Regions from separate parts of the Gossypium hirsutum genome. Here region 2 is linked to region 1. The links are chromatin contacts, called in public Hi-C maps. All regions are on one chromosome and are shown on one strand. The core of a region is the stretch at or near the end of the contact, and the rest is flanking DNA. Distances in the headings are between cores, read along the strand shown. Region 1 holds the start of LOC107949704. Region 2 has its middle 9.5 kb from the start of LOC107949896.

Region 1 (2,700 bases), core at 104-2,603:
TTTTCTTCAATTGCTTGCAATTTCAGTGTTGAAATTTTGGTTAAAAAACTGAATATTTATATGATCATTTTTTTTTTTGTTACAATTGCTTACAATTTTAGTGTATTGAATATTCTTGATCATTTATTTTTGTCACAATTGCTAATTTCAAAAGTTTAATTAAATTTTTTTGAATAATTATGACAACTTTGTGATAATTGTTACAAATAAAATAGTGACGAAAATATTTATGACAGTAGTCATGATTTTTTTTTAGAAATTATAAAAATATAGATTATTAAAATAGTGAAATTACATTTTTACTATCGTAAAAATATAAAACTTAATTTCGATCTTACCAAAAAAAATATTTTAGTTTTGTCCTTAAAGATGTTATGTTATTATTTATCAATGGTGCATAAGACTTATATATCAATTGTACATTAGATATCATCTCTTAACCGCATTAAATTTTTCATGTTTTTACAGAATTATATTTTTTAAATTTTACAAACATTAAAAAAATAAATGTCTAACAATAGAAATTAAGCCTAAAAAAGATTTATATAAATTATTGAATAAAAAAAGTGGAATCCAAAAGTATTGAAATTATCGAACTAGGGTTGGACACATGGAGGTGTATGGAGCCAATAAAGAGTAGGCATTCAGGATTTAGAGGTTGTGAATAAGAAGAAGGCAGCAGTCGTAGTCATAGACTGATCCTAACCAATTTTGAACTTGGAAAACAGAAGCAGAAATCATTTTTGTAATATGCCAAAGCTAGGAAGGTCATTCCCCAAAACAAATTAACAAAAGAAGGGTAGTATCGTAACATAACTACGTATTTTTCAAAAATCAAGTCATTTCCCCTTCTCCAATCACGGAGACAAGAGAAAATTTTAAATTAGAGAAAAGTCCTGCATTCAACCAGAATTTTTTTCTGACGTCACGTATCCCAATCAAAACCGATATCTGCGTCATAATCCGACCATCCACGTGGCGCCCATCTTCCCTACTATTTATGGAAACCCAAAAGCCCTACCGTTTAGATCTCTATCCCATTCTCATTGGCCCACGTGTTGTGTTTTTATCTCCCACGATCGACAAGCAAGCAGTTCAACGCGAACACCGAGATCGACGTGCCTCCTATTGGCGCCGGTACCAGGGACACTCCTCCCCTTCCCATTGGCTCTCCGCTGGGGTCCACTTGCGACCATTTTTCCGTACTCTCATCCCCGCCTAACTTTTCTGGATTTCGCCACGTTTCGTTTCTCGACCAATCCTTTTTCTGCGTTGTTCGTCTCACTGTTCACACACGTGTTGAACCTCACACGTGTCCCTTTCATTCTCCTTATAAATCTCAACACTCCTATTCCAAACATGGAGTGCGTCCGCATCGTAGAGTCTCTGGACACGCACGGGAAAGAGAGAGAAAAAAAAATTTATTTTAAAGAAGGCAGAGTGAAAAGAAAAGAAGAGATTTCTGGAGAGAAAAAAAATGGAAGGCAGAGGAGGGTGTTGCATAGCGAGATATGCATCTTCTGGCCATGGGGTCTATGATATGTCGAAAGTGCACCGGATAATGCTCCGGTTCCGACCGATCGCTCCGAAACCGGCAACGGGTGGATCGGTTTCGCCACAGGGAAGTATTAAGGTTTGTTCTAAGCCGGGGAGAGGAAAAAGAAGACTCTCTAAAGAAAGTAACACTGTGAGTAATACAAAGAGGTGCAACAAGAAAAGAAGGGTTTTGAACGAAGAGAAGAGGGTTACTTTGCCACTTCTCCCTGAAACCCCTGACTGCAAAGAAGAGTCTATTCTGAAGCAGCAAAAGGATGGAGTAGTCCAAAAGATGATGCCGTTTTGGTTAAGCTTCGGTGAAGCTGGTAATAAAAAGGAGGATTTTCTCGGTGGTGGTGGTGGTGGTGGTGTACGGTCAGCAGATCAGGAGGTGTTTATGGGAGGGCAGACGGTGAGAGTGGGGTCGTGCGTGACGGTGGAATGCGTGACAGAGACATGGGTGAGTGGGGATGGGCTAGGGAGTACAGACGAGGAAAAGAAGGTGAATCTCGGGAGGGACACGTGTCCGGGGTTTATATCGGATGGGTTGGGGAGGGTAACGTGGACAAACGGGGCGTATAAGGAAATGGTTGGAGGGGAAACGATGGTGTGGTTGGTGATGAAGGAAAGGATGCCGATGACGACAACGTACCCGGCGTTTACATGCAAGGTAAGGGTGCAATACACGTGCGGGAAGGAGCGGAGTTCCTTGACGCTGCCTTGCGACGTTTGGCGCATGGACGGCGGTGGATTTGCATGGAGGCTCGATATCAACGCCGCTCTTTGCTTGGGCCGGTGAAATTATAAAAAATAAATAAATCCTTCTATCGCTTCACTGAGCTTTCTATTTGCATCAACTTTCCTTTTAAATTGTAAATATTTTATGGGAGCTTGCCTGTTTTTATTTTCTTTCGTTCTTTGTTTCCGACTGGATCTGGAGTGTTTGGTTTTGAGATGCAAAAAGCATTTGAAAAGGAACTCAAAGTAGTCAGATTTTGATGTATTTATTATTATTGTAGATGGTTTTATGGCACTTCTTCAGTTCTCATGTGCTTAACTCACTGTATGTTTGCAGTTTGCATAGACAGATGGAGCTTAGGGTTGGCCTTTTCCCACTTTTCAATACATTCGATGCATTTTGAGTTAGGGTTTTAGTTTTCTAGT
Region 2 (2,700 bases), core at 65-2,564, 51 kb before region 1:
TTCAAATTTTTTTTTAAAAAAGAACGGATTCAAGTTAATGACAAACAAGGTAAACAAGTTAAGGAAAAGGAAACAAATTCAACTTATTGAAAGTGAGATGAAATTCTTAGGGGTTGAATTTAAATTTACATATTTCATACATCTAAAATTTATGTAATTATTCGTGTAATAGATGTTAGACAATTGTGTGTGTTTAAGCTCTTAGAACTTCCACTCTGTTCATGATAATATTTAAATATAAATATGTAATTAACAAGTGTTGAGTATACTAATAAGATATATTACAATTTAAAAAGAGAATAAGATATATTACAATTTAAAAAGAGAATATGTGTTCAAAGTTTAGAGATAATTTTATTGAGAGGGGCAGTCACGAACCCCAAATGTAAACTGTAAAATAAACATTGAAGAGACCAAAAAATAAAAATAAATTTGACTTGCATCATGATATATAATCTATTTCATCTATCTTATATTATATTTAAATTGTTAACTGTTTTAATGTCATCTATCAATCGGGTCCAATTCAATTATCAATTAACAAAAACCCTTTATTTTATGAAATAATAAACATTATTATGAGAGTAAATTTATCATTTTAAATCATGTGAAATCTAGAAAGATACAAATTTGAACACAAAACATTCATTTTCAATATTTTAACTTCACCAATTCAATCAAAACCTTTTAGTTATATATGAATTTTTAATAAAAATATTTGTTAAATAAAATGCATCATGATATATAATTTTAATTAAAAATTAGAGATATCTTCAAAAGGGTTCATGCAAATTTTAGCCCTTGAACTTGATAACTAGATCTACTTTGATACTTGTATTTTTTTGTCCACTTTGATACTTGAACTTAGGTCTATTTTGATTCCTGATTTTGGAATGATGTAAAAGTTTGATGATGTGGCACTTTGATATTGTGTCATTGTTAGAGTTGTGTGACCCGAATCCCGTTTGATCTGGCTAGAAAAGTTCAAGATGCAACTCACTTGTTAAAGAAATCAAATAGAGAGGCAAAATTGGGGATCTGTGGATGCGAAGGTCTGAGGGTTAAAAATTTATGGGCCTTGCCGCACAAGTTGAATCTATATAGGACTATATTTCTTTTATTATACATTGATTAAAAAAGGATTTTTTTAGTTAATTACAATAACAAGACAAAACTCAAGCAACAAACACAACTAGCACGACTTGAATCTAGGCCACACTTGGGGCGATAAACACCATTGATCATCAGGCCATCACATGGGGTTAAAAAGAAAAAAGAGTTGTTTAACCCTTAAAAACAGAGCATAGCCAAAAGCTTCTTGTATTGTTGTTTTTCAGCTTCAATGAATTTATCTTCCCCTACCCATGGTTTTTCCTGATAAGGGTTTTTCACGTAAAATCTACGTATTCTTATTTTTTTTCTTATTACTTTGCAATCATTCCTACTGTCATTATTGATGTATAGTATAACAACTATATCATTAGATTAACTATTTTACAGATAATGACGTGACATAATATCATAATATCACATTATCAAAATTTTATATTTTTCTAAATACAAAAATTAAAATAAACCTAATCGTTGAGCTGAAATACAAAAGTGGAGCGCATAACAAAATAGACTTAATTATATTAACCCTAATCAAAATAATTGTTTTATACCGTGTTTCTTAGGGAATGAAAACGGTGGGCGAGGTTGTTCCTTAAATCTTTTATCTTTATTCGGGATGACCCAACTAGAATAAAAATCACAACGCTGCTTGGCTCAAGATTTGCCAATTGTCCCCTTGGCAGCTCAGCCCTCCACATTCAGTTATCATTTTCTACCAACAACTCGAGTAGCTCCCTTTTCTCTTTTTTCTCCACCACCAATCCGAAGCCGTACGATTCAAAATCATCGAATGATCTTTACTTTTGGATTCGTGGGCCCCTCTAATCTATACGGCTAGGATTCTTCCATCTGTAGTGATCAAGTTTAAGCAATGGGGTCCAACATGAACCCAATTTGACTTTGCTGAATTACTGAACAAGTAATCTCTCTGCCTCCTTTTTTTTTAAAACCCTCGACAACTGTTGTAACGTGCAATAAATCTAGTGGCTCATTACGATCAGCTTGGTCTTAGTACGTAGGAATCTCCCTTTTTCTCTTTCCTGTTTGGATGGCTCATTAATTTTCACACACATCAACAGAGCTGTTGTGAAACTTACGACCCAATAATGTCGACCAAAAAGGTGGGCAACTAAGGCTAAATAAGAGGCTTTGAAGTCTAATCACATTGTTAAATCCCACATTACCAAGAAAAGAAAAACAATGTAAAAGAGCACAAACATCTTTTTGTCGTACCAAATTTGTCTACTGGGTTTAATTAATATTTTATTTAACTAAAATTTTAGTTTTAAATATACCGTAGATTTTTTATATTATTAGTTGATATATTATTTAATTATTTAACATGTATTATGTCTCACCTCCATCCCTTTAAGTATATTGTTGGGTTCAATTTTCGCTCATGAAAATAGAGTACATATTTTATGACTAGCCATTTACTTCTTCGAAAGTCACTTGTAATGAAGGGATTAGTCACTATTATTGATGATGGAAACCTTGGTTACGACCAAAAAAATATACATCTATATCTATATTTTTAATAAAAAGACTTTGTTGGTGTCATGAGTTAACTTGACACAGTCTCAACTA

What was found. A called contact is a pair of places that touch in the nucleus more often than the background predicts.
Region 2: a contact with region 1 is called in a Hi-C map of leaf, with 2.7 times the contacts expected there. The contact joins the enhancer-like site here to the promoter of LOC107949704 in region 1. A contact is called at or near these places in 5 of 34 Hi-C or Micro-C datasets (callus, fibers, leaf and 1 more).

The regions. Positions count from the first base shown.
Region 1 is chrD03:41,541,431-41,544,130 of Gossypium_hirsutum_v2.1, reverse strand. LOC107949704 reads left to right here and starts at 1,353. Exons shown (of 1, transcript XM_016884443.2): 1 at 1,353-2,539. The coding sequence starts at 1,478. The coding sequence ends at 2,335.
Region 2 is chrD03:41,591,930-41,594,629 of Gossypium_hirsutum_v2.1, reverse strand. No RefSeq gene overlaps it. Among protein-coding and RNA genes, the nearest start is that of LOC107949896, 9.5 kb to the left of the region's middle. Within about 2 kb of position 1,314, at least 4 of the 9 cell types and tissues checked have an H3K27ac peak or open chromatin away from gene starts, as enhancers often do. A contact at or near this core is called in leaf, where this site is marked.